Regions from separate parts of the Mus musculus genome. Here regions 2, 3, 4, 5, 6 and 7 are each linked to region 1. Evidence: chromatin contacts called from public HiChIP or PLAC-seq and promoter capture Hi-C data. All regions are on one chromosome and are shown on one strand. The core of a region is the stretch at or near the end of the contact, and the rest is flanking DNA. Distances in the headings are between cores, read along the strand shown. Region 1 holds the start of Adgrb1 (adhesion G protein-coupled receptor B1). Region 2 holds the start of Ly6l (lymphocyte antigen 6 complex, locus L). Region 3 holds the start of Gpr20 (G protein-coupled receptor 20). Region 4 holds the start of Ptp4a3 (protein tyrosine phosphatase 4a3). Region 5 holds the start of Ly6g2 (lymphocyte antigen 6 complex, locus G2). Region 6 has its middle 31 kb from the start of Mroh5. Region 7 has its middle 16 kb from the start of Gm52173.

Region 1 (3,852 bases), core at 592-3,091:
CGCGGCCAGGCGGAGGGACCCAAGCACAGAGCCGCAGCCTCCGACCAACCCTCAAGCCACCTAGCTTCGCTGCGATTCTCCATTCAGCTGCCCACCTCCCCGGGGGCAGGGATAATTTCTGTTCTGCTTAGGCTGCACAGAGGACCAGAGCAAAGGGCTCCGGGCCGGATCCCGAGCCCTCAGAATTTCAGGAGGGGGCGGGGGCCATGCTCATTCCTAGAGGCAACGGCACGCAGCTCCGAAAGAGCGCAGCGGCAGCGGAGGCTGGTGGCCTCTGCCCACTGGAGAAACGCAACCGGGAGTGCTCGGTGCCCAGCTCCGCTGCTTCGGTCGGAGAGGGCAGCGGGCCGACCCAAAGTTCAGGGCAGCCTATCTGCGCCGCCTGTCCAACCGAACAGGAAAGAACACCGGGAAGGAATGAGCTAGGGCGTATGCGCGTGTCAGTTGTGATGGTGGGGGCGCGAGGACAGCCCTTTTTTCCGAATTTGGAGATAAGCCTCCGGGGGTCTCCTCTGCCATTGTCGGGTCTGTAGGTGAGAGCTGTGACGGGAAGTCTGGGGGCTTTTCTGCCCGCCTCCAGCTCTGTGCTGGGGGTGGGGATGAGATGCAGCCGGGCCCTATAATATATGTAACGGGCTCTGGGTAAGATCAGGGAATGGGGGACACACCGGGTTGTCTCTCGCGAGCCTCCTTGGGCCAGCATAGGGAGCCAGGTGGGGCTCCCTCAGACCCCTGCTAGCATCTCTGTGTCGGAACACCACGGGAACGCCTTCCCCAGCGCGCCCTGGGTCTGTGGGGGTAATAGAGCAGGGGGTGCTTCTCTGACTGAGCCTGCCAGGTTGGCCCGGCTCTGCCTGGTAAGGATGAGGGGGAGGTGAGGAGCACCAAGAAGCCTCTCCCACGTCCAGGGCGCCCCCTCCTCAGCCCGCCCAATGCGGGATCGCAGGGACCTGCCAGATTCCATTGCCGCCGCTAGAAGAGGAAGGGGGCTGGGGAAATGGGGCTTGGGGGGGGGCTTTCAAACTCCCGAGCTCCAAGCCTAATCCTGAGAGCTGCGAAGCTCCAAACGGCGAAGTTAGGAAGTCCGGGAGGCCATCCCTCCTCCGACCCCCTCCCAGAGCGAGACGCCCCCTTTCGCCGCGCCCCCACCCCCTTCGGAGCCGTTCTTACCTTCCCCAGCAGCAGAGGCCCCACGGGCGAGCAAGGACTTGATCCAGCGACTTGCAAAGCCCCCGGAGCGCACCGCGTCGCCAGCGGCCGAGCCGCGCGCCCGATCCGAGCTGGGGCTACTGTCGCTGCCGCCCCCGACTCGCTTTGGGCCCCGCCGAGACGTTCCCAAGAGCGCACCCGCGGGCGCTCTCAGGCTCCTCCCCACCCCCTGCCTGGCGGAGCCCCCCGGGCGCCAGAAGGGTCCGGATGCCCTGGCTGCGGGCTGTGCTGGGCGCGCGGGCCCGGAGGCTGGCCAGGACGCGGCGCGGACGCCTGTGCCGCCGGCTCGCCCGCTCAGCTCGCTCTGCCGGGGCCGCCGCCAACGCCGCGCCCGCCGCCGCCGCCGCCACCACCGCCTGCGCCCGCCGCTCCCTCTCCGGCCGCGCCGCCGCTCCGGTCCTCTCGCCTGCCCGGCTCTTCTCGCCTTTTTTCCCTTCCTGGGGGCGGGGGGGGGGGAGCGGAGCGGAGCCGGGGGCGGGGCGGCGCGGGCAGAAGGAGGAGGAGGCCGAGGACGCGGAGAAGGAGGAGGAGAGAGGCAAGCTGCTCCCCCGCCCGGCTGCCGGCGCTCCCCAATCTCTCGCTCTCTGAAACTGGATCCCGAATCGGGAGCCAGAGACTGCATTACGGATTACATCAGGCTTTATAGAGCTTCCAGATCACACATTAGAGGGGGAGCGCGAGCGGGGGGCGGGTTGGGAGGAGGGGAGCGGGATCACGGAGAAGGAGTGCGACGCTCAGGCGAGCGCACCTAAGACAGCCGACTCCTGCCCCACGCAGCAGGAAAGCCAAGAGTTGGGACTGTGCTCTCCTCCAGGAGCAGGGGAGTGGCTGCATCTGGGTGACAAGTGGTGGACCAACAAACGGATGGTTGGAGAAGAGGAGTTAAGGGCTGTGCACAGACCAATAGGTGTGTGGGTGGTGGAGGCAGGTGAATGTAGGTAGAGGCTGTCGGGAGGGTTGATGGATGGACAGGTAGCCATCAGGGTCAGGGTCGGTGGAATTGCGGAGGCGGGTGAGGGTGAGCAGGACTGGAAGAAAGTGGATTTGGTGGGTGGCACCATGGGGAGGGCTACATAGATGGGTGGGCCACGCAGATGGAAGGATGATGCATGCATAGGTGGATGAGTGGGTGGGTGGGTTGGATGAGTGATGGGTAAAGAGATGGAGTCAGAGGCAGGGACTGGGGCCCTTCCAGGGAGAGCAGGGGTGGGGCACTGAACCACTTCATTTGGGCCTGACCGGTCTAGACTTTCTGTCCTGTGATGCTGAGAGGAGGGGAGCCCGCCAGGGACAGAGTCAAAGGGGGGTGGGTTTTAAAGTGTCCCTGCCTGCCAGTTTCCATCCATGGGTGGAGAGAGACCTCAGTTGCTTTGTCTTCCATCATAAGATCCCTGGTTCCTCCTCTGTTAGGGACCCAAAGGGGTGCCTCTCTCTATAAGGTATGTTCACCCATACATCCCAGGACAACAATGGATGTGACCCAACACATATGTAGGCCACAATGCCATGTTTCAATGTCAAAAGATTTGACACTCTAGGTCTAGGCTGACAACAAGAGTCCTGGAAACCCTGGCCTCAGAAAAGTTGCCTTGTGTTCTTTTCCACCAAGATGCTTCTGCATCAGACCCCTTGCTCCTGTTTCACAATTTGTGATTTGCCCTGAACTCAAAACCTTTTGTACAGGGCCCACTACTTTGCACACTTTAGCAGACCAGTGGCAGTACCATTGCTACCCAAGGACACATGGGGTCCGGATGTTTGCATCTCTCTTCGGAGGCCACTGTCAACAACAATACAAACTCACAGCCACTGTCAGCACTCTCCCTGCCAGGTGTCAGGACCCACACTGCTGTCCTGTAACTCCCACTAAAACATCTTATCAGTTCCATCAACATCACAGTCAACCTACACCTCTCTCTCTCTCTCTCTCTCTCTCTGTGTGTGTGTGTGTGTGTGTGTGTGTGTGTGTGTGTGTGTTGGGAAGCACCTCAAGCCAATTAGATACCCAGGCACTGAACGTGGTACTCTGCATACCAGTTACTCCTGCAAGGCCTCACCTTGCAAGGGTGTCCTGAGGGACCGAGAGCAGGACCACACTAAAGCCCAGACCATCCTATTCGTCAGTACCCTGTTCACTTAGGCTTCTTGAGAAATGCCATTCTTCCCAAGGTATTTGAAATCCCAGAAAGGAGGCGGCATACCTCCCAGGAGACCTCTCACGACCCTCATCTGCTCCTGCTGGGCCTCTGAATCTTCCAGCCCCTGGAGTTTAGTTAGCCCTGCTTTGGCCTTTTTTAGCTGCAGTAACAGCCTGTGGTCACCAGGGGGCCTCTGATATCAGGCCAAGAGACAGCTGAGCAGCAGCGAGGCTGAGTCAGGATCCAAGCACTTTCCACACTTGTTTCTTGCTGATAAGAGAAGACAGCAGAAATCCCTGGCAGGGATCTGGGGATCTGACCTGGAGGCTCTTGGGGCAAGGCTGAGACCTGCTTGGCCTGGGATATCAGGGCAAAAAGGGGATATCCTTCTGAGGATAAGGGGCTAACCGTTCCTCTCCCTGTGTGGGAACTCATTCTTGCCCCTCTGACTGCTGCTCTCTGCAATTTTCCCTCACCCAAGTTTCTGATTCAGAGTCCAGACGGT
Region 2 (3,852 bases), core at 355-2,854, 930 kb before region 1:
CAGAGGCAAGATCCACAGAGTCTCAGGGGCCCTGCTACTCAGTGTCACCACAAACCTGGGATATGTCAAGGAGCTTAGAGATCTCCCCAGCAGCCCCTCTCTCCCAGGGTGGTCAAGGGCAAAAGTAGAAGAGGCTGGTTGCCAAAAAGTACATTGCTTGGTGGCACAGAACTCGGGATGGCTAAGCATGTTCTAACAGAGCCCGTGGCCTCCTTGAAAGTCCAGGACATTCCTCCCTTCATGAGTGCATCAGATCTTCCCAGAACACTTAACACCCAAAGGAGTCCTGAGAGTCTACTCCCTGCACAGAGCTGCCAGTTGTTACCTTCCAGCTCCAGATAAACTGAACATAAAGCTGGGTATGTGTGTGGGGGGCAAAGGTGAAAGGCTGGAAGAAAACTGGAGAAAGTTGCACAAAGTCCCCTAGCCTCCAAATCTTCTATTAAAACTAATCCCTTTTCTGTGATAAGTAAAAGAGACCCTAGGGTCAGGACTGCCCCTGATGAGAACAGGGGCCTCACCATGGGAAACCTACTACTCTCTTTGGGAAAATTCCACTTGGGAAATGTGGCTTCAAAGTGCCATAGCTATACAGGAGGAAAAACTTCAGTAAGAAGCAACCAGAGGCAGGATTCAGTGTTGCGCATATTACTACAAAGGACAGTCTGTCAGGCCTCTCTGCCTGAGGATCATGCTGTACCACTCCTTCTGGGGCTTGTCTTAGGCCAGGAAGGCATTATTCTCAGGAATAGGCTTGAGGAAACAGGAGATGCCCAAAATTTAAGTATTAGTCTGCAACAAGGCTCAGGATGTTTAACTCAGGGAGGAGGTAGTTCTGAGGTGTCTGCAGCATCCCAGGGAACTAAAGCTAGATCAAAACAACTACTACCACCATGTGTGTGCTCACAACAGGTCTGGACATTTTCATATTTTCTCCTTTCTGTGGAGTTGGGACAAGGAATATTGGCTTTGTTCCCATTATCCTAAGGCTGACCGTAACTAAGGTCCCACTGCCTCTGTAACAGCACGTGATGCCCCATGTGAGTGGGTGGCCTTGTAAAACTTGTCCCTGACTGGCTGCCTCACTTGGGAATTCAATGTCTCATCAGAGCTTTTGTCCTGGGGAGAGTTCTAGAAGCAGTGACATAGGAACAGATATGGCAATTGGAAGAGAAAAAGGAGAGGTCACAATTCTGACCACACCTTCCTGTATTGTCCAGCACCTAGAAGACTTGCTGAGCCTGCAGGTGTGACCCAGCCTTGCCAGTGGTTCTGGAGACATCCAGGCTAGAGAACAGACTCACTCGTGTAAAGGAGAACCTCGTTGCTCACGCAGACTTTTTCGTTGGGCCGACACTCTATGGGGTGACACTTGCTGGCCTGGAGAACCTTGAAGCACTCGAAGCAGCTCAGGTTTTGGGCTATGAACAAGAACACGCAGAGGTGGTTAGGCAAAACAGGCCAACACCCCCACACTACCCCTGCCCCATCCCCCTCTACCCCTGCCCAGTCCTTACCTGGTACCTCGTTGACCATCATGCCTCCGGTGAGCTCCATAGACACCAGCGATGCCCAGAGCACCAGGAGAAGCGGGGCCATGTCTCTTGGGAGCCTTAGTCCTGCCTGGATCCTGCACAGCCTGGTACCTTGCCCTGCCACAGCCCAGTGCACCAGGACTGTGGTGCCTGGAGGAGGAGGTGGAGCACTGGCTGGAGTCTGCAGTCCTTCCCCAAAGGTTTCCAGATGAAGGAACAGCAAAGGTTGTGTGTGTGTTTGTGTGTGTGTGTGTGTGTGTGTGTGTGTGTGTGTGTGTGTGTGTGTATGAGAGAGAGAGAAAGAGAGAGAGAGAGAGAGAGAGAGAGAGAGGGAGAGAGAGAGAGAGAGAGAGAGAGAGAGAGAGAGAGAGAGAGAGAGAGAGGCAGAGGGAGAGAGAGAGAGAGGCAGAGGGAGAAGGGTGTGTTGGTGTGTTAGTTTCTCCTCTGGAGATATCAGGACACCTAGTGTGTCCTCTACTTTGGGACCCACCACCTTTGCAGGCCTTACAGACCTTACCTAAATCCATTTTACCTCAGGAAATGCTGCCTTAATCTAGAGGTGCAACTCAGTTCAATCCATGACTCATCTCATTCTGTCTTTCAACACTGTCCCCTTGAAGACAGTCCCCATAGTGGGACAAAGGGCCACTTCTTTTTCCAGGCCTGTCTGTTCATTCTTTATTCCCTGTCCCTTCCTTCTCTTTACTGTCCCTCTCTTCCCTCTTTTTACCATTTTATAAATGTGGGGGTTTGAATGAGATTGGACGTCATAAGCTCACAGGTTTGACTATTGGTCCCAAGTTCAGTGGAGCTGTTTGGAAATGATTATTAGGTGTGGCTTTGTTGGGGGAGGTTTATCACCGCAGGTGGACTTTAAAGTTTCAAAAATCCACACCATTTCCAATTGGCATTCACTGCCTCATGCTGGTGGATCAAATATAAGCTCTCAGCTACTGTACTAGCCCCACCCTTACCATCTTGGCTGCCATGTTCTGAGCCATAATGGTCATAGACTCTAACCCTGTAAAACTGTAAGGCTCTGTTTTAATCAGGGCTTATATTTCTCCATAAAACATCATAATTAAGAAGCAAGTTGGGAGGAAAGGGTTTATTCAGCTTATATTTCCACATTGCTGTTCATCACCAATGAAGTCAGGACTGGAACTCAAGCAGGGCAGGAAGCAGGAGCTGATGCAAAGGCCATGGAGGGATGTTACTTACTGGCTTGATTCCCCTGGGTTGCTCAGCTTGCTTTCTTACAGAACCCAGGACTACCAGCTCAGGGATGGCCCCACCCACAATGGGCCCTCCCCCTTTTTGATCACTAATTGAAAAAATAGTTTACAGCTGGATCTCATGGAGGTGACATTTCCTCAAGGGAGACTTCTTTCTCTGTGATAATCTAGCTGGTGTCAAGTTGACACACAAAAAACATCTACTACAGGCTCTTCTAAAAGTTGCCTTGGTCATGGTCGTACCAAAGCAATACAAAAGTAACTAACACAACCAATATTTATGGGACTGGAGAGATGGCTCTGCACATAATTATAAGTGTTGCAGTAGGCAATTAATCCTACTTAAATCAACCTGGTGTTGATGGCAGGAGTTCTTCTGTCCAATGTTCTGGGTTCCCAAATGAAAGACATATGCACATCCTTATATTTTAATATGCCTTAGCTCAATTGCTGGACCACTCTCAAATACCCTTGTGGATAAGAACTGTTCTCTGATACTCCTGAGTTATTATTTACTAGAGTCTATACACTATCTTTGCTGCCCTAGAGGCAGTGAGGGGAGGGGAGCTGGGGACGCCCTTCCCTGGCTCTTACATCTCTTGTATGCTCTCTCTTCTGCACCTCTGAGGCCTGGACCTTACTCCTTTCCCAGCATGGTGGTTCTAAATCCTCCTTCCTCTCTCTTTTCACTAACCTGAGAATCCTAAAGTTCTGCCTCTGTCTCTCTGTCCAGTCATTGGCCCCCAGAAACTTTATCTACCTATCCAAACCAACTGGGAGCAGGGACCCTCAGCATCTTACATGTGGATTCTCATGCAAATGTGGGCACCCAATTTACATAATTTGGGCATTAGATCAAATCCACACCATATGAGGAACAGACTTTGGGTCCTAAGGCTTATGTAGGCAGGACATCTCATTGTAAATTCGACTCTGAGGGATATGAAACTCCCCACTGGCTTCTTCAAGCAAAGGTGTGCACATCTAGACACACACACACACACACACACACACACACACACACACACACACACATACACACACAAAATTAGCAATCGGTTAGAATTCATGTAAGTCCTTTG
Region 3 (3,852 bases), core at 571-3,070, 810 kb after region 1:
CACTCTGTAGACCAGGCTGGCCTTGAACCCAAAGATCTACCTGCCTCTGCCTCCTGAGTGCTGGGATTAATGGGGTGTGCCGCCACCACCTAGCTGCATTCTGCACTTCTTACTGAATGATGAACCCCCAGACTATGTTTCTAGATGGCAAGGCACGACCTGGCAGTTGAACAGACCCTCTCAACTTCACATGCACCACACACAAATGATGCATACGCACACACACCACATGCACGCCACTCTTCTCCTCTTCTTGCAAAGGTCGTGTTGCACCACGATACCCAGCAATGCCCTAGGGTTCCATCACACATCAGCCATCTCCGTTCTCCAGCCTCCCCTTGCACCCACCCATGCACCTGGCCTGTCACTTATGACCTGTGCACCTTGTCACCCCTCGGACATAGTCCAGCAAGCACAGCAGCAGCCAAGAGCCCCACTGAGGCTGTAGACTTATGCCTCAGGACTGCCCTGGCCCCTGAGCCTCAGCGCCACCCTTCTCCTCAGGTCTGTATACCCTGCCAAGTGATAGGACAGGACCCACCCAGGTGCTTCCTGGAGGTGGAAGGGCATGAAGGAGTAAAAGCCAGCACAGCCCTTCCTGTGTTGTTCCAACGTGGAGTCAGGGCAGGGATAGGAACTATGCATCCAGGCTATAGGCACCGCGTATCCCAGGCATTGAAAGTCTCAGCTACTGGCTGAGTGTAGAAGGAACGGGTGGGCACTGATCCCTAGGCAAGGACCATGGCTTTCTGGACCCACCTCTGGGCAGCGTGTGAAACGTGAGCTCCTCCAAGCTCCAGCCCTTTACTTGCCTGCCAGTGACTTTGAAGCCCTACCTAGCCCTCAGCCCCGCAGCCTAACAGAAGCCTAAAACCTTCCCTCCAGGACCAGAAGTCGCTGCTGACCTAGGGGAGGTGGTCTGGCAAGCCATGGGCTCCTGCCTAGGGTTCAGTTTGCCCCAGTGGGAAAGATACAACAAGATTCTATGAATATTATGATGGGTGGAGACCAAGGCTGGGAGATTACACCCCTCTTCTAGAACCTTCTGTTCCCTTAGGATCAAAGCCACCACTGGAGCCTCTAAGGGCTGCTAAGACTCTGTGTGCAAGTGACCACTCCCTCCCAGCTTCATAGCTCTGCAGACTACGCAGCTGACCCTACCAAGATGGCTTCCCCTTCCTCTACCCATCCAGGCAGCCCCGTCCTGTGGCACCTCCCTCTATCCACTCCGGAACCCTGCCCTCACTTCTCATCTGGGCTGGCTGGATCTGTCACTAGGCACCCACTTCTTCCTCTACTGTTTCTCACACCCAGTGTGAGCTCTGAGGGCCCGGGGGGTCTCCTGCACACAGCCCTCCCTGGTCATCGATGTCAGAATGGCTGTTGAGTGGATGCTCGAGAAAGCACTGTGGTATGACTGAAGTGGATGACAGACATGAAGAGCAGAGGGCTAGAGGGAACTCCTGGCAGAGCAAACAGCCCTGCACAGCCTCAGCCCCAGAGACATTCAGCCCTTGCTGACCAGAGACCATCCTCTGCCAGCTGTCTGTGGTTACACCTGCCTGGATGTCCTAAGCCCCTGGCTGCTGCGACTGGACGGGACCCACCCAGCAGATCTTTCTTCTCAGAAACTGGCCGAGCTGTTCTAAGACAACCCATAGCCTTGGGCCAGAAGCCAACCCTGCCCCCCTCCACTCTTCCTGGTCCGAACAGCTGTGGCTCACCCCTCTGTCTAGGGAAGGTGTGGTATCTCCGACCCCACCACCACCCCTCTCCCGCCCCCAGGCTCCCTCCACCCCAACCCCGCCCCCCTTCCTCTAGGCAGCCAGGCCAGCAGGGGTTGGGAGGGAGACCGCTCCGCCCCCACCCCTCCCACCCCTCTGCCTGTGTCCAAAAGCAGCTGGCTGGCCTGACGTCAGGCCCTGGGAAGGCACTGTCTGTGGGTCCACAGACCTAGAGCTTCAGGGGACAGGCTCATCCCAGAGGAAGGTGCGGCAAGAGCGGGTGAGTTCCCCAGGCACTGCTGCCTCCTGCACCCCTGTGCACAGAGCGGGCTATTCGTATTGCCCAGTTGGGTGACTTAGGAAGAAGAGAGGGGGTGAGAAACAGGACCAAGAAGCAAGCCCAGTTCACAGCCCTCTGCCACAGAGACAGTCGCAGAGATGTAAAGAGTTTGGAGGGGAGAGGGGCAGAAGTGGCACCCTCCCTGCCCCGTGGGGTTGCTCTCTATTCTCCCAGTGACCCTCACCCACCTTGCCCACTCTGGATTTCATTCATGAAACCGATCACACACTTGCGCATCCGCTGCTGAGTCCAAAGCCAAGGGCTCAGTTTCCTCTCCTGTCCAGGAAGGCACTTGGGATGGTCCCACAGACCAGGCAAACAGCATTTGATGAGCTCTGGGTCCCTAACCACTAGCACCAGGAGGGGACAAGGCTTGGAAAAGCATCCACTTTCTCTACAAGGAACCACATCTGCCCACCCCTGGCTCAAGGTCTCTGCCCTAGTCCAGGTCCTTCCTCTACCTCTTTGGGAGTGGGGAAACTGAGGCCCATTGCTGGATTTTCTGCTCAGCCCGCAACAGGACCCCCAAGCTGATGCTTCCGGACTGAGCTTCCCTGGTGTAGCTGCCCTGTGAGAAGGCTGTAGAGCAGGGTCCCGAGGGGGCTGGCTGGCTGGGAACTGGCTGGTGGCCAGAGTGGCTGGCGGGGGCAGGCTGTGGAGCAGCTGGGTAGCCTCAGGCAGGACGGAGACAGAGGCTGGTGGAGGGAAAGCATAGCCCGCAGAGGTTACCTGCCTTTGCCTGCCTCTGTGTGCTGCCCCAGAGCAACAGGCTGCCAGGGGGTTGCCTGGCTGTGTGTCTGCTGAGTAGGTCTTTCTGCAAGCACGGTGGGAACAAAGGGAGCTGTGCTTCCTCCTGGGATTCTTCAGGGGATTTCTTCAAACCTGTACAAGATAGTGTGAGATGGGGTTGGCTATGGGGTCTTTCCTGTTTGTTGCTTGTTTTGTGGTAAGGCCTCAATCTACATCCCAGGCTGCCCTGAAACTCTATTAGCTTGATGTCTTCATAGCTTAGGTTGCAGTGTTCTTCCTGAGTCAGCTTTCAAGGGCTGGCTTTAGAGAGTGTGTGCATCAGACCCATTTCCAGTGGGTTTGGGGGGTAGGGGTTGTTTTGTGTTCCTTGGTTTGGTTGGTTGGTTGGTTGGTTGGTTGGTTGGTTGATTGGTTGGTTATAGTTCTTGAGACAGGATCTCCTGTAGCCCAGGCTCACTGTGTTACTCAGACCTCAAACTCACAGTAATCCCCCTGCTTCTACCTCCCAAATTCGGATATTGCACTCTCACTAGCTCCAGTCCAGCCAGATACCACGCAAATAAAAACAGGGAGGCAAATGAACAAGACACTGCCACACAGAACGGAACACAAACTAGGGAAGGTGATTGTCCCAGCCACGCCCTCGAAGGAGGTGAAGCAGGTCCAAAGATGTCTGAGTAAGATTCCTTCCATAGGTCTAGTCAAAACCAAGGCAACAGTGTACCTAGGTTGCCCCAGCTCTCCACTGCATATTGGACCACACAGTGACTACCCTGGGGCTTTGAATGTGTCTGTCCAGCCTTCCCCTCCACTACTCTCTTAGATGGGTCTCCTGGCCCTGCTTCCACTCCAGATGTGAGCTGTATGAGGAGGGACCAACTCAGCCTAAATCCCTTAAGACCCCAGTGCTGGGGTTTGAGTCGGATCTAATGCCTGCAGAACCCCCTGCTCTATGTGCATTCTGGGGGGCGGGGGGCAGACTATAGGTGGCTGAGTCAGTCCTCCTCTGCATAGGGTGGGCAACAGGCCTGGCCTGAT
Region 4 (3,852 bases), core at 646-3,145, 770 kb after region 1:
AGCCCGCTATAAGCAAGGAGAGCCTTCTCTCATGTTATGACACAAACACCCGGGCCTACTGAGATGAGCATCCCATGTGTGCACACTGCAATGCCCTTGTGTGTGCAGGAGAAAAGAAGAGAAGGCCCCAGGGAGTCAGAGAACACTGGCAGGCTCCTGTAGAGCTAACTGCACCTACTGGCTACTTGCAGGGGTTGGGGCTGGGTTGTAAGATTCCAGGGGCAACAGAAGCAACATCTGAGAAAAGGAAGCCTGAACCGCCTATCATGCTCCCCCCAGGCCTGAGGGGATGGAGCCAGGGGTCCAGATGTATAGGTGACACCAGGCTGAACTGCATCTTATAATACATGCACAGTTCACTGCAGTCTGGGCCACACCCCTAAGTGTGGGCAAAAAGGGGCATGCCCACAGCATGCCTGAGTCTACCCAGGCTCAACCACATGGTGGCTGCCCTCCCAAAAAGGAGCCCCTCTGCCGACACATCACTCCGCTCACCCCCTTTGGAGACAGTGTTTCTCTGTCCCTGTCTTACCTCCTGGACCGCACTTTGTAGACCAGGCTGACCTCAGACTCACAGAGATCCACCTGGCTGGGCCTCCTGAGTGCTAGGACTTAAGGCATCTGCCACCATGCCCAGGTGGACACATCACTTCTATGGGGTTAAGAAGACCAGAGAACAAGGTGGGGGGGTGGGGGGGTCTACCTCTACTGCATTCTAGCAGGCCTGAGCCAAGGCTTGTGGGCCCACCGGCTACCTACACCCCTATCCCAGCAGCTCTAGGTGTGAACAGAAGCTGAGCTCACCTTGCCTCAACAGGCACTCAGTCAAGCCACCACACCCTCCCCACCCCTGGTGCTTAAGGACCCTACTATGACCTGGGCCCTTCTCTATCCCCGCCCAGCCTCCTCTAGCAGTATCTTAAGCCCTCAGCTGCTCCCAGACCGGCATGTTTTTCAAGACCCATTTTTGTCCCTGTTTGCCAGAGGAGGACATGGGACAGAGGGGCGTGGAAGGACCTTCTCTGGACCCTGGCCAGCTCCGGCCGTCCAGACACCCAGGTTTTCTCAACATCGAGTCTAGTAATCGGGAACACTTGAACCCCAGGGGGGAAAAAAAGACACAGAGGTAGTCAGAAGCCACACCCTCAAGTGGTGGGGTGGGAGTGCATCTAGCTTCAGAAGGGACCTAAATGGGACCCTGTGTGACACTTAGGAGTCAGGGGTCACAGTTCAGGACTCTGTGCTGTCAAGACAGGCAAGACTGCTCCGTGGATGGGCTGGGGACCCCAAGGACCCGTAGTGGGGCGTGGGGAGGGCACACAGCTCCCCGACCTCAGCGGGACTTCCCACCCAGCCCGCCAGGGAGCCGCCATCCCGTGCAGGGCCCATCCCAGTAGGGTTAGGGTTCGGGAGCGTCCTCGAGGCCGGGTCCCCGCCGCCCGCAGCCCGGCTCACCCGCGCCCGCAGGCGTGCGGCCGCCTCCATGCGCCGGCCGGCCGGGCCGGGACCCGTGCGCGCCCTCCGCAGCGGCGCCGGCTCCGGGCGGATGCCCGCCGCCCGCCGCCCAGCTATTTATAGCGCCCGGCGTCACGTGGGGGGGCGGTGACCGGCGGGCGACCCGACTCACAGCGGCTCCCGCACCTGCTGCCTAAAGATAGCACGCAAACAAAGGCGCGGCCAGCAGAGGAAGAGGAAGGAGGAAGGGAGAGGACCACCGCGGACCCGCCTGCCATCCCCTCTGCATCCTGCTGGGTAGGAGACCTCCTTCTGCAGAGGGGCCACAAGCCAGGAGGAACCCTTCCAGCTCTCCAGCTTCATATGCGCACACTGAACAGCTACTGTGTGCTCAGCCGCACTAGCCCACACTTCACCTTAAGAGCCACCACTCCCAGACTACAGCTGAAGAACCTGAGGCACTGAACCTACGCACACTCGAGTCACACAAGAGATGGGAGCCGACTCTACACAGGCTCATCTCCAAGGGAACTGACACCCACCCAGCTCTCCTGAAGTCTTCCAGGGCATCCCCTGAGCAGGATCGTCTCCTGGGCTCCACTGACCAGACGGAATCCTGGTTCTGTCCTAGGGCATCCCAGGCAGGAACCCTGTGCTCTCCCGCCCAAGAATGGAGACAGATGTCAGTCCGCACCTGCCCCAGTGGCTGCACCGCCCTGGGAGCCTTCTGGTGCAGGGCTTGAGTTCCAGCTCACAGAATCCCCAGAGGCCTTGCCTTGCTGGGAACCCTGGCCCAAGCCCGGCTCCCAGACAGAGGCCTGGCCCTGCAATCAGTAGTTGGTGCTGGGGAGAGGAATGATCCCTGAAAGGCTGGACCTGAGCCAGGGGAGGGCATGCCCCTAATACTCCCAGAGAGAAGTCTCATTAGCCAACCTTGCACAGCAGAGCCTACTATCCCCCATTCTCCCCCTGGCCCAGGTAAGCAGGGCTGATAACGTCCAGGCTGGAGCATCCCATTGCAGCCCCATCCTGGCTCACCCCCAGAAAGCTAGGCAGCCACCTAAGATCCCCAGAATATGCCACCCTTATAAATCCAGCAGGTTAACGGCATTGTTGCTGACCAGACCCATGGTCTCAGCTGTTCCACTAGTTTCCATCCTGACTGCAGATCCTGAACCCTCCACAAGGCACCAGCCTCCAGCAACACAACAGATACTGAGTAGATGCCCCAAGTCACCCAGCCAGGTAGCTGGACCATGACTGGAGATTTGCCCTCCCCCAGAGACCCTACTGGTCCCAATCCCAGGTGGGTAGGAGAAAGCACATCAAACCATCCCTGGTGGCCCATCAGTTGTCTAGAAAAGGGTTTGTTAGTGACAGGCCCAGCAACGTCTGAGATGCTGCACCAGCCAGGGCTGCAACCGGGGCTCCAAGTGACACCACACACACACACACACACACACACACACACCAGCATGCTGGGGCCTCTAGCTAATCCTGGGGGCACCTGCTACAGCTGGCAGGGCCCCAAGCCTTTCGGAGAAGTCTATATATAACACATCCAGAGCCTTCTTGGAGCCCTCCCAGAGTAACCCATCTCTGGGGCCAGGAGGGGAGACCCTAGCAGGCTCCACCCACGCCAGTCCCTCGGAACTCATCCAAAGCTCTTACACCCCTGTGTCGCACAGTTCCAAGGGTGCAACCCCTCACAAAACAGGCTCCTTAACCCCAGGCTCTCCCCAACCCCCTTGGCTATGTGCCCAGCCCAGGGAAGGCATCCTTAAAGGGAGGGGGAACCTAGCACTGGGCCCCACCCATACCCCACCTCCCACCCAGGCATGGCACCAAGAAGCTCCCGCTTGTTTATGGAAGGAACAAATGACCTGGTGTTCTAGGCAGAGGTCCAGATTGGGGAGCCATCCAGAACCTATCACGAGACCTCAGCCCTCGAGGTCTGGGAGAACTTCATAGGAGGGGACACCCAGGCCACCCTAAGAGCAGCTCCATGCCTTCCAAGAAGGAGCCACTATGTCAGCTGCCCCTTTGCCTCTTGCTTTAAGGGACTTCCCCAACTTGGTCCCTCAAGGGCCATCTGAAACTATGCACAGGATAGGGACCACAGGAGAGCCCCAGGTGGCAGGGTGGGCAGGGAAGGGTTCCCAGAGAAGGTGACCCAGGAGGTAGGCAGACATACTCCTGGTACCTGCATTGACCATCTGCTCTGATGCCCTGTGCCACCTGGGATCAGTGCTAGCCAGGGATGAGCCTAAGGCCACCTCTATAAAAGGACACACTGCTAGAGAGGGAAGCCACCTTCCAAGGTGGTACCAGCACCCTGCATGCTATGGGCTGTGACCTGGAAACAGACCTGGGTTTCCAGAAGGCAGGCTCCTGCCG
Region 5 (3,852 bases), core at 767-3,266, 700 kb before region 1:
AGGGAATCCAGTCTCTTAGATTCTTACAGTTCCCCAGGCAGTTATATCTAGGACCTACTCCAGGAGACAGGCAGGCTGTGGTCAGGAACAGTGGATAAAAAGGCAGGGCTGCTCCTGCCTTGTCTATATGGAAGATTTGCCTAGAAACTGACACTTCGGAGGGGCTGGTATGTCCTAAGATCTCCTTTCTATCAACATTCCTAAGTCATTCCTTTAGCCTAAGCTCCAGATTCCTTCTTTATATGCAAAGACTCATTAGATGCTTCCAGCTCTCCTGGTCTGTCAGTGATCCAATGAGATCCTAGACATAAAGTACTGGCAAGAGCATCACATAACTGCACTGATGACAGATGAACACCATCCATGCAAATGGGCAGCCCTGCTTTAAAATCCACATTTCAGCACATCCCTGGACTCCAACGTTCCCCACATTGCAGGAGTCTCACTTCAATCACAGGAAAGCTGTACTTGGAGGGAGGGAAACCATGGTCCACAAGTAACAGACCCAACATTTGCTCCAAAGCCACACTCAGCCACCTTTTATAGGCCACAGGGCACATACCCACAATAACTTCTTCTTCCTGAGTAACACAGAATCCATCAGAGTAGGGGCAGGTCATTGTTTTGCAGGAAGTCTCAAGTGGGACCCCCAGGCAACAGTAGCACTCCAGCCCCTGAGCTGAGAAAGAAGACAATACATGAGTGCTAGGGCATGCCCTTCCTAGGCCAAACATGTCCTCTCAATGTCTTTAAGTCCACACAGCTGCTGGCCACTAGAACAGAGCAAGGACATTGCTGCCCATTCACCTCCACGAAAAGCAAAAGCAAAACAAGAGCATCCATTGTTCAAATGTGCTCTGTACTGCTGTCTCAACTAGCCAGCCCCACAGAAGAGACCTGCACCCCTAGAGGTATTTGAGACACATTCACCATATTGGGAAGACATAGATACCAAATGTCTGCTGAACCTGTGAGTGGGTGTGTAAGTAGTTACTGGGGCCCTCAGATGGAGAGGGCTCTTCTGACCTGTCCCACCCTTAACATGCAGAGCTGGCCCCTGGTTATTGGCCCATGACAGATCACATAACTTCCCACTGTCCAGCTCAAAGCTGAGGCTCACTATGAGGCTTCCCCAAATAAAGATGTGACTAGAAGTATAGAGGCATCTGAGAGCTCAGAGCTCTTAGAGTTGTGAAGTTCTGGCATTCAGGTCTCATTGGCTGGGGCAAAAGGAAAAGCCAAATGTCAGGCATTAAGGATTCCACACCACTTAACTTGGCAGCTGGGAGGAAAAGAAGGCTCTGCCAGTTTGTGTGCACACAGGCCAGTGTCCTGACTGGGAGGCCAGGGCAGCAGGGTAGAGTCTAAGGACAGACTGCTCTGGTGGCCAGGGTTCCTGGCACAGGTAGTGAGGTCCAAGAGTCCTTCTGGCATGTTTTGATTGTTGCAAAGCAGGGTCTGGTTTACAGACCCAGTAAAGCACCCCAGCACAGGAGGCTTCACCCACCACAAGCAAATCCCCAGTCGACTGGCCACAGCATACCCAGGGTCCTGGGCACACAATAGGAGTACCTACAACCCTGAGGCCCTTTTCCATCTCCATTGTACCCTCCTGCTCCTCTCCCATTTTCCATCTCACCTCCTTCTGCACACAATAGGGCCACAAGAAGGATGAACACACAGGTCCTTGTAGCATGAGAACTGTCCATCCTTGGAGAAAGGGTACACAGATAAAACCTTGGAAGTTGGAGCCAGTTAATAAATCACCAATCACATCCCTGGGCTCTCACAGAGCTCAGGCATCCAATCTTCCCTCCCTCCAACCCCCACACAGCTTTCACCAAGGAATACATGTCTGTCTACTTCTCTCACCCACCACCCACCCAGCGTTTCCTTCATAATCCCACACTCCCACCACAGCCCTATCCTGAGGGCTCTTCCCTTTGTCACCTAGCAGCTCCCTCCTGACACCAGTCCTTACTTCCTCCCGGACCAGGTTGCAGGCACAGTGGAAAGGTCAATCAGATGTGGACTGAAGTACTTTACTCTTTCCCCAGCTCCTCCCAGCTGGATTCCTGAAAAGGGAGGGGCTTCAGTACTTACTTCCTTCTGACCATCATGTTTATTTTGTAAGAGATAGCATGGTTTGTTGGTGACCTAGTCAGCTAGATTTATATCAGTTGGTGAGGGACAACCACTCAGTTGGGGCGGGACCATTATTCAGGAGGACTAGGATGTCAGAAGAGCAGGGGCCACAGGTGACTTGTGCTTGCCATTCAGAAAGCAAGGTAAGGGGGCAAATGTTTGTGAACCTACAACCTCTCATGCCTTTCTCACAGCGGCTGGCTCCTTTCTATTCACTTCTATAAGATTCGGGATGCACTTTAGACTTTCCTCTTAGGTCAGATGTTAGGCACGTCTGATTAGGTTCTCTCCTATCTTTTACAAGCCCTAGGCAGAGGGGAGAGGAAGCCAGAGAAACGGGCAGTTTACATTGTTGGAACTAAAGTCCACAGATTCTTTCTCATTATTTTTTCCTTTTAGTCTTGAAGGCTGGGTTTGAGAGATGAGAGATGGCTTGCAGATACTTTGGTACCTGTTGGAGTGGCTAGATCACGGCACAAAGCCCCTCTCTGATGGATATTAGAGCAGGGTGGGGGGAAGAGATTTAACTATAATTTGACTTCTAAGTTACAACAATAGTGGGCCGATGATGTCCAGATAGCTTCCTTACCAAGAATAAAAAGACTAGTGAGAAATAGTTGTCTAAATAATATCACAGATGGATTCAAATCTAATGTATAGGGAGTGTGATCTCCTGAATTGTTTAAAAAGAATATACCTTACTTTTAAAAAGAATTATGTTTTCACCATATGTAATAGCATTCATATTCTCATGTGCTTTTAAATTTTTAAAATATTTTTAAATTAAGCTGTTACATCATTTCCCCCTTCCTTTCCTCCCATATAACCCACTTGGACTCCCAAATTTTATTTTATTGTTGTTATCCCCAAACAAAAACACTTGAACACATATGTTCCTGACTATATAAATACAAGGTGCTCAGGCTGTATAATGTTAGTTGTAGGAATCTGATTTCAGAGCTGAGTACTTGGCCTTAGTTTGGGAGCTCTTCCCCATGGAAGACTGTTTAACTCTCACAATTACTTTTTGGTACCTGCAGTTCTTTGTCTAAGGCTGGGACCTACAAGGTTTACCCTTCTGTGATAGCGGGTCTGTCTGTTTTTGTTATCTGGAGCCAAGTCTTGTTTAGGCAGCCATGCTGTCAAGATTTCATAGGTATGAGAACACTTCCTACTTGTCAGGGTCAAAGGGACTGCCACTCTCCCAAATTCTGGCACCCATTTCCTTCTTTCCCAAACCAGTCATTCATCATTGCTATCAGAAGGGACAAGTGGCACTCTGTGGTACCTACTGGCATACCAAGACAGGCCCTGGCCTTCAGGCTCCCTCAGTACCTGTGGCTCCTCTCAGCTGTTCTCACCTGACCCCTGTCCTAAACATCCCTTGCTTCTCATTCCTATATAACCCTGCCATTTGAACCATGAACCTTCTTGTCCCCCCCCCTTCCTTTTGCTCTCTCCTTTTGTCTTCCTCTCTTTTTCATCCTCCATCACTCCCCCCCCCACCCACCCATGGCATGTTTGGTCTACTCTTTTCCGAACTCCTCCAGATGCCTCTAGCTGTACTCTCCTTCACATCTTCAGTAAAGCCTTCCCCTCAACCATACCTTAGAGCAGTCAGGCCCTCACATTACACACTGTTTCCTGGGCTCTTAGAGTTTTCCCACTTTTCCCATCTTCTTCAGTAAACTCCAGAGCTGTGTTGTA
Region 6 (3,852 bases), core at 876-3,375, 650 kb after region 1:
CTACTCCAGCTCCTCAGGAGCTGTCTCCTGCACCCCACCACTACTCCATCAGTGTTGGGTTTCAGGGATTTATATTTAGCCCAGTTGGCCCATGAGAAAGAGAAGGACATATTCCAAACGTGGTGTTCAAAAGAACCATCTAGAAACTACAGCAGGCTACATGCTTTTCCATCAGTGATTAGGAGAGTTTGGCCCATTGTCTGTCCCCAGAAGATCTCCGAGTGAATCTTATTCCTTATGGGGAATGTCCCCCAACCTTGTTTCCTTAACTAGATTCTTGGCTGGGGTGAGGCAGACCCTCCAATCAAACTGAAATATTTTTAAATGTAAAAGATAAATTTAGGAGTTACATGTGTGTCTCATGCTAACATAGCATGCTCTCACAATATGCCCAGCACCATTTTAAATACTTGATTTGAGTTAACTCTTTCAATGCCTCCCCCACTGCAATCCTGGGAGAGAAGGTATCATCTTATAATTGAGGAAGTCAAATTGTACAGAGAGTGGTGATTTGCCCAAACAGTCAATAGATTCTTCCCTTTTCACAGACAATGATCATCTCACTGACCTAGTCCCCTCTCTTTCAGCCCCCCACATGCCTCAGCTAGCTGCAGCACAGAGCCATGGAATGGAAGAGAGCATGGTTTACCTAGATGCAGTGGCTTCAGAATAGAACCATGGGAACTGTTTATTCCTGACCTCAACGTTGACACCAAGGGCTACCATGGTAAATACTTACTGAAGGGATGAGAAGTTGATGACCAGGTAAGCTTGTTAGAGGATGGACAGATTGAAGAGTGGATGGATAGATGGATGAAATAAATGGATGACTAGGTAAGTATGTATAAGGGCAAATGAATGGATAGACATTCAGTGGATAAATGGAAGGATTGATGAATAAACATGGAATGGATAATTGGATGGATGGATGGATGGATGGATGGATGGATGGATAGATGGATGGATGATGGACAAGTGAATGGATAGATGATGGTTCTATGGGTGGATAGGTGAGTGAATAGACAGATGATAGATGGATGAGTGCATGCATTTGAAAATGAATGGAAGAATAGAAGGATAGATAGATAGATAGATAGATAGATAGATAGATAGATAGATAGATTTATAGGTTCATGAATGATGAATGGGTGGGTGATGGATGGGTGAGCAGGTAGATGGATGGAAAAGGGATGATGAATGGATGCGTGGATCAATCAATGGAAGAGCAGATGAGTAGATAATGGATGGGTGTATTGAGTGGTGAGTAGATGCATAAGGAGTTGCATAAGGTGTGGAGGATGGATGGATGGATGGATGGATGGATGGATGGATGAATGGATGGATGGATGGATGGATGCTTAGAATGAAGCATCTAATTGGACTGATGGGTGGATCAATCATCAGATGAGCAGGTAGGTAGAGTTAGTACCCGACACACTATGGAGTATATTATTTGAGATATATATATATCTTTTTTGCAGTGGGGTGATTCAGAAATTAGTCACAGTTTGGGCCCCATGTGCATCATCTGCAGATTAATTTGCTCCTGTGTTTCCCATACATAGCCATCATTTCCATACTTAACAACAGCATCAGTAACAGTGATAGACGTGTCTCCCTATCAACAGCAGCTAGATCTCTCACTGGGCCTCGTTGCAGTCCTGGTGTTGAACCATATCCTGGATCCCCTCACAGAAATAAGAACTGTGAGGGCAGAGAGCAGCGTTGCTATGGCTCTGGGTAAGAAGTATCTGAGTCTGAGTCACTGTCTGATGCTACATGTATGTACACATGTGTCAGAACACCCAGGCAGGCAGCTTCATATGTGTGTGGTCTGTCCTGTTGTGAGGTAAAATCCTCATGGCCAGGGGTTGATTTAATGCCCTCTTGAAATCACTCATGTTTTGCTGTGGGCTTCCAGATTCCACAGCTGGTCCTGACCATGAATGAGGTCTATATTCAGGGGACCCAGAAAGAGCCCACCGGCTCTGCACTATAACCTCATCGGCCATCAGCATTTCCTGCCCTTTCTTCATAGGAGGAATATGCACAGCACATTGTGGAGGGTTAGCCACAGACCCTTGGCACCCTGCCAGGCCTGGCATGACACAGGATCTGGACAGACACCAACTCTGCTTGCCACCCTCTCCACAAGCCTGGCTCCTGTATGGTACAGCAGGAAGGACTGTCCGGGGATAACAGATAGTGCCATTAGGAAGTGGAGCAGCCCTTCCTTCCAGGAGAGAGAAATGAGGCTGTCAGTTGGTGGGGGCCCCAGGCCTCCAGGCGTGATTAACGGGATCAGGCGACCCACACGCTGCGGCAGAAGGTGCCAGGAGATGATTGCTTACAAAATGTACCAATTACCTTCGCGCCTTCCCGCCCACCATGCCGCCAGGCAAATAAACACATCAGCTGCCAGCCTGCACTAGCCTGGGCTTGGAGAGAGCCCAGCGTCCAGGGCCATGGGAAGGGCACCCAGGCAGAGGCAGGAGGACCCATCCCACAAGTTCTTCACAGCCAATGCGACGGGCAACTTGTCTTTGCCAAGGGAGATGTTTAATGTTTAAGCAACAGTGTGGGAAAATGCCAAATGTGCCCCCAAAAAGCGTGTAAAGGCCTCCCTGGCCCACTGAGAGGACAGCACTGGCTGCACATGAGTTATCAGTAACCTCTAGCAATTCCAGGCCCATCAGCCATGGCCAGCCCACAGAGAGATGTGCACATCTTTGTTTGCATGTGTGCCTGCATGCACTTGCATGTGTGTACCAGAGTTTCAGTGTCAGGTATATATATATATATATATATATATATATGCATGCTTGTGGCTGGGTCTATATATATAATCTTCTCTGTGTGCTGTGTGTGTACACATGTGCTTCCATGTATATATACACATATGTGTGTCATGTGTGTACATATGTGTCCCTATGTATCAGAGTCCATATGTACGCATGTATACCTACATGTGGGTGTATCTCCTCTGTGTGTTGCATGTGCATGCATTGTGCACCTATGTCCATGGATGTCCTGGGGTCTGTGTGTGTGATTAGTGTGTTGTATGGACACACAACCTTGTATCTATGTGGGTATTCTGCATGTGCATCACATTCAGGCATGGGTGTAACGTGCCTATCTATGCACATGCATCCAGATCTTCATAAGTGGGCAGAAGGAGGTACTGGTGCAACAGGAGCCAAGCCAATCATGTCTGGATGAAAGTGACCAGACTGAGACCAGTGAGTTAAATTTTCATGAGAAGGCAGAAACTGGGCAGCTAGGCAGCTATCAAGAAGCTGCTGCCAGGCACAGGGTGGCATGGCTTAATCCAAAAGAGGCTGCCTCACATTCTCCTACATATAGGAGTCAGTGGGGCATCTGTAGGTTTATGAGTATCCTCACCCAGAATGAATACAAGCTATAATCTCTCCCACCTTGGAATCTGTCATTCAGATTATCAAGTGACTCCTCTCTAGTTGGGGATGGTCCACAGAGGAAGCTAGAGAGCAGAGTTATAATTACAAGCCCACATGCATGTACATGACCAAGCATGAGCCTAATCTATCCCATCCTTCAGGCTCCAGAGCCAACTCCATGCTATTTCTTTACAGTTAGATATGGGTACAATCTCCGAGCCACCCTGCTTTCCGTGGGGTGAGGGACCTCACTCTCCTTGATGGGAATGGAACAAGGAAGAATCTTTCTGAGGCTGTACCAGTTTCAGGCTCACCGTCTTTGGATGTGGCTGTGACCACAAGCTAGTCACTCACCTCTCTGAACTCAATTTCCTCACTTGAAAATGAGCTGCAGAGTAGGTGAGCCTCCGTGCAAAGACAATGCATGGACGTCTAT
Region 7 (3,852 bases), core at 504-3,003, 630 kb after region 1:
GATCTCAGCTCAGTCTATGACCAGTGTTTAGTCTGTGTCTAGAATGAGCCTCAAAGTTGATGACTACCAGAACCCGGTGCCTCTTCCTAGATATTGGCAAAGCTAGAAGATTCAACAAGACCTCTTAACACCCTCTGTGTACTGTGCCTCTGAGGAGCCAAACTCACCCTGCATCAGGACCTCATGGACTTCCTTCACACCTGACCTACATGGATCTGTGGAGGCCTCTGGGAAGGTGGAGGTGCTCCCAGCACTGATGGCCCCCATCTTCCCTTCCTTATAAGTTCAAATAATTGTGACTCTCCAGCAACCCATTATGGTTCTCACAAGCCTTCGCCAGCGCATGCTGCCCCACCAAGGGAGGAGAGGCAAGCAATGTGGTCACACCATGCAGGTGATGCTGAGGCCTGGCCTGAGGACCCAGCTGGATCCCAGAATTGTTCATTTCTTGTTCTCTGGTCCTTGTCCTTGAGACAGTATAGGGTTCTGCAGATTACCCAACGTCAGTGGCATGTCCTTCCCGCCTACTGCCATTGAGGATTTGGGGGTTGATGTGTTGGCTGTACCTACAGGATTCTCAACTTCAGCCCAGACCTTTCTGCCAGGGTCCAGACACTGAAACTCACCTACCCAGCTTAGCCGGACTTTCTGCTAGTCTCCATCACAGGAGATGAACAGAGGTGATGGGTAGGCCCAGAGGAGGTGCCTGGGTTCAAAACCTGCATTTTCTCTACTTTCTCGCTGCTTGACTTTCTGAGCTCACTTCCTTGGAGACAGAGGAGGACAATGGGAGCTGCTTTGCGAGGCACGTAAGAAGTGTCCGGAGAAACACTGGGTGCACGGTGGGCTCTTAAAAAACAGTGGCTCCATTGTCCAAGGGTCATGATGGATCCTGTATTGAGCCAACCAGTCTACTCAAGGGTATTTTGTCCCTTGGAACTTCAAAAGGATTAATCCCCACTCCCACCGCCTCAGTGACAGTAGAGTTGAATTTGTTTGTTTTTGTTTTGTTTTGTTTTGTTTTGTTTTGTTTTTAAAGGTATAAGAATACATGTCGCTGTCTTCAGACACACACCAGAAGAGGGCATCAGATCCCATTATAAATGGTAGTGAGCCACCGTGTGGTTGCTGGGAATTGAACTCAGGACCTCTGGAAGAACAGCCAGTGCTTTTAACCACAGAGCCATCTCTCCAGCCCCCAACAGTGTAGTTTTGAAAGGACCCTTCCAGGGAAAGAAAGCTTTCCAGGAAAGACACGCCAACTGTGCCCTTGAACCATCCCTTAGGCTGCTGGAGGAGGTGACTGTGGGTCTGGTGATCAGGGAACAAGGACAGGAAGAGATGTGATTTCCACAGAGGCACGGGAAAGTTGTGGGAATAGGGGCAGTCAGACCTGGTGGAGGTCAGGGTAGTGAGATATTTGGAAGTTCTGAAGCTGGCTGGTATTTTGTCCACCAAGAATCCAGGCAATGTTGCCATGGTTGATTGGAGTTTAGGGACCCCTTTGCCCTTCTTCTTACTGGACAGGTTCTTGCTCCTCCACACCTCCTCCTTATACTACCTGCCCCTTACTCTTCTGCTGCAGCTAACCTCATGCTTCCTCAACTCAGAGGCCACCACCTCCAAAATGATCACCCTGGCAGCCACAAGCCAGTGCAAACCAGGCCCGCTGCAGCCTGTCACTGGGCTCTGCCTATCCGGTGTTCATTGCTCCAAGGGCCAAAGGCTTGTTCTGTCTTACCGGCTTCCCACACCTAGGCTGGGGATCAGGGAGCTGGAGCTGAATCACCATGATGCAAATGCCTACCCTGAGTACTCCTAGGTGAGCCACGTGCCCTTCCCATGTCCGGCTTCTGGGTCTACAAACCAGTGCCCTCATACTCACCCAGAGAGCGGGCACCAGCATGTTCATACTTGCAGTGTCTTCTTCAGGAGAGCACCTGGGAAGCACGCAACTGACCCTGTCACCTGAGGTCTGAATCACACTTAGCTTGGATGCGGCGGAAGGTACAGATTTCTGGCTCTAGTGCACTGCTAAATCCAGACCCACCATTGCCTCTGGCTCACTAAGCTCTCATAAATAACTCCTGAATGATCAGACAAGCTCTGGCTCTCAGAATTCCGGAGTAACCAAACCATCATCACAGCGGGCTGAGCCTGCCAGACAACTGCTGTGAGCAAGGGACACTCCCTGCCCAGGGTTCCCACAGAAAACAGAGTGTGGACAGTACACTTCAGGCTCCGTGCCATGGTCCCCAGAAATGGGAAGGCCTAGGCCTGCAGGCTGAACCCCGCAGCACCATCGAGAACCTTCTGCGGATGAAGAGAACTGGCTACGCTCCCTTCTGCACATGCAGCCTGGCGTGCTTAACTAACGGGCCTCAAGCTGTTTCAGATGACGTCTGCTAAAAAGTAATCGCACCCTAATTTATTCAGCTTGTCAGCTTCCATCTGCCACCCACAACTCCGGGCAAGTGTGTCGGGTTTGGAAGCCAGCATGAGCCAGTCTCCTCTCGTGGGGCTGCCTCCTGGAGGGAGCCCAGAACCACTGCTCTCCTCCAAGGGAAGCTCAGCTCCTGCAGGCACTCAGGGTCAACACTGGCAGGAGCAGAGATGAAGCCCAAGGGAACGGCTGCCTGTGGCTGGAAAAACAGACTTGTATGGCTTGACATAGGCCCCGTAGAACTTAGCTGACAGGCCTCAAGCTGTTGCAGACTGGCCAGAAACTTGATATAGGAAATCTTAGGCCAAGGCCTGTGAAGTTCTAGATCCCATGTAAGAGTCTACAGTACCCCCAGCATGAGAACTTTAGCACTGTCCCAAAACAATGTGACATCTGCTGTCAGTGACACAGGTTCAAGTCCCCCATGACACTGTTCAGCTAGGCCAGCATTTTCATTTAGTCCTATGATCCTGTTGAGTCACTATTTTCGACCATGAAGTCCATGGGGATATCCCCCATAGACAGGACAGCTGGGTAAAAGGTTAGCTGGGCCTAGGTACCAGTGCCGTGAACACATGGAGCCTCACTGACACCACCTGCTATACCAACAGATGCACACTGTATAGCTAGACAGGCATGCTACCCGGGTCCCTGTGATGCAGGCACCTCCCGTAGTCAGACCCAAATCTGAGCCCATGAGCTGAACTGAGGCTTTGGAAGGAGAGTTCAGGATCTAGGAGACAAGGACAGACCCAGGAGGCTTCTGGGACTACTGTACCACTGTCACCTTATGCCTAGATACAAAGGCATGACCTTGAAAACAACATGGTTGTCATCTGGGGAAGAGAGAGGCTAGTGGAGCTGGGACACAAGGGTCATGATCAAAAAAGCAGCAGAGCCAACACTTCCAGGTTTCCTATCCTTCAAGGCCACTTCAAGGCCCTCCAATGGATGATACCTCCTTCCTCTGGCATGTCCCCTGCCTGGGTTAGTTCAGCCTGTAGCACTGGTTGGCACGTCACTATGGTTACATAGGCTGTTCGCTATGACCTACATAGACTTCCATTCCCAACAAAGTTCTCAATACTCCACTATCAGGTTGTCTCCACATACAGCCTGCCCTCTAGGCTCCTATGAATGAGACACATCCCCCATCACATACATTCCCCCTCTGGGCTACAACCCTCTCCATACAGGATAGGGTGTGTCCCCTATTTCCTGCTTTCTGTGAGTCCTGGCATGCAGAGATAGAGGCTATGTGTAGAGATGAGGGGGTGGGACCTGGGATGTTCTACTTCCTTGAGCCTGGCCAGCTCCAACGTGTAGAACCTACTGCTCCAGCCTTCTAACGGCAGCAAGAGACATGAATTCTCATCCTAGAGCTTCAAGTTCCCTGGTCATGGCTGAGC

What was found. HiChIP or PLAC-seq counts read pairs in DNA pulled down with a chosen protein or histone mark. Capture Hi-C pulls out chosen DNA fragments and counts their contacts.
Region 2: a contact with region 1 is called in a promoter capture Hi-C map of liver, with 3 times the contacts expected there. The contact joins the promoter of Ly6l here to the promoter of Adgrb1 in region 1. A contact is called at or near these places in 1 of 39 promoter capture datasets (pre-B cells) and 1 of 9 other capture datasets (liver).
Region 3: a contact with region 1 is called in an H3K4me3 HiChIP or PLAC-seq map of forebrain, with 9 times the contacts expected there. The contact joins the promoter of Gpr20 here to the promoter of Adgrb1 in region 1. A contact is called at or near these places in 8 of 39 promoter capture datasets (the 3T3-L1 cell line, hippocampal neurons, liver and 4 more), 1 of 15 datasets of contacts at CTCF or cohesin (the NIH/3T3 cell line), 4 of 484 Hi-C or Micro-C datasets (B cells, embryonic stem cells and rod photoreceptor), 10 of 115 datasets of contacts at active chromatin or transcription factors (SST interneurons, embryonic basal ganglia, embryonic forebrain and 5 more) and 2 of 9 other capture datasets (adipose tissue and liver).
Region 4: an H3K4me3 HiChIP or PLAC-seq map of embryonic forebrain shows a contact between it and region 1, with 10 times the contacts expected there. The contact joins the promoter of Ptp4a3 here to the promoter of Adgrb1 in region 1. A contact is called at or near these places in 6 of 39 promoter capture datasets (the 3T3-L1 cell line, embryonic stem cells, hippocampal neurons and 2 more), 1 of 15 datasets of contacts at CTCF or cohesin (large pre-B cells) and 15 of 115 datasets of contacts at active chromatin or transcription factors (VIP interneurons, craniofacial prominence, embryonic basal ganglia and 8 more).
Region 5: a contact with region 1 is called in a promoter capture Hi-C map of liver, with 4 times the contacts expected there. The contact joins the promoter of Ly6g2 here to the promoter of Adgrb1 in region 1. A contact is called at or near these places in 1 of 39 promoter capture datasets (pre-B cells) and 2 of 9 other capture datasets (liver and pancreatic islet).
Region 6: a contact with region 1 is called in an H3K4me3 HiChIP or PLAC-seq map of embryonic stem cells, with 31 read pairs. The contact joins the enhancer-like site here to the promoter of Adgrb1 in region 1. A contact is called at or near these places in 5 of 39 promoter capture datasets (the 3T3-L1 cell line, cranial neural crest, frontonasal cranial neural crest and 2 more), 1 of 15 datasets of contacts at CTCF or cohesin (stem cell-derived epiblast-like cells), 1 of 484 Hi-C or Micro-C datasets (embryonic stem cells) and 19 of 115 datasets of contacts at active chromatin or transcription factors (VIP interneurons, acute myeloid leukemia, craniofacial prominence and 11 more).
Region 7: a contact with region 1 is called in an H3K4me3 HiChIP or PLAC-seq map of forebrain, with 9 times the contacts expected there. The contact joins the enhancer-like site here to the promoter of Adgrb1 in region 1. A contact is called at or near these places in 8 of 39 promoter capture datasets (the 3T3-L1 cell line, the C10 cell line, cranial neural crest and 4 more), 1 of 15 datasets of contacts at CTCF or cohesin (large pre-B cells), 13 of 115 datasets of contacts at active chromatin or transcription factors (SST interneurons, differentiating embryonic stem cells, embryonic basal ganglia and 8 more) and 1 of 9 other capture datasets (embryonic stem cells).

The regions. Positions count from the first base shown.
Region 1 is chr15:74,514,185-74,518,036 of GRCm38.p6, reverse strand. Adgrb1 (adhesion G protein-coupled receptor B1) reads right to left here and starts at 1,841. Exons shown (of 31, transcript NM_174991.3): 1 at 1,171-1,841.
Region 2 is chr15:75,447,204-75,451,055 of GRCm38.p6, reverse strand. It overlaps Ly6l (lymphocyte antigen 6 complex, locus L), which reads right to left and starts at 1,604. Exons shown (of 3, transcript NM_001347049.1): 1 at 1,518-1,604; 2 at 1,305-1,421. The coding sequence starts at 1,599.
Region 3 is chr15:73,705,473-73,709,324 of GRCm38.p6, reverse strand. Gpr20 (G protein-coupled receptor 20) reads left to right here and starts at 1,820. Exons shown (of 2, transcript NM_173365.2): 1 at 1,820-2,004.
Region 4 is chr15:73,746,069-73,749,920 of GRCm38.p6, reverse strand. It overlaps Ptp4a3 (protein tyrosine phosphatase 4a3), which reads right to left and starts at 1,895. Exons shown (of 6, transcript NM_008975.3): 1 at 1,456-1,895.
Region 5 is chr15:75,214,542-75,218,393 of GRCm38.p6, reverse strand. Ly6g2 (lymphocyte antigen 6 complex, locus G2) reads right to left here and starts at 2,016. Exons shown (of 5, transcript NM_001371105.1): 1 at 1,982-2,016; 2 at 1,640-1,710; 3 at 563-679. The coding sequence starts at 1,709.
Region 6 is chr15:73,868,879-73,872,730 of GRCm38.p6, reverse strand. No RefSeq gene overlaps it. Among named protein-coding and RNA genes, the nearest start is that of Mroh5, 31 kb to the right of the region's middle. Within about 2 kb of position 2,125, at least 29 of the 459 cell types and tissues checked have an H3K27ac peak or open chromatin away from gene starts, as enhancers often do. A contact at or near this core is called in pancreatic cancer cells, where this site is marked.
Region 7 is chr15:73,885,677-73,889,528 of GRCm38.p6, reverse strand. No RefSeq gene overlaps it. Among named protein-coding and RNA genes, the nearest start is that of Gm52173, 16 kb to the left of the region's middle. Within about 2 kb of position 1,753, at least 35 of the 459 cell types and tissues checked have an H3K27ac peak or open chromatin away from gene starts, as enhancers often do. A contact at or near this core is called in SST interneurons, embryonic basal ganglia, forebrain and 1 more, where this site is marked.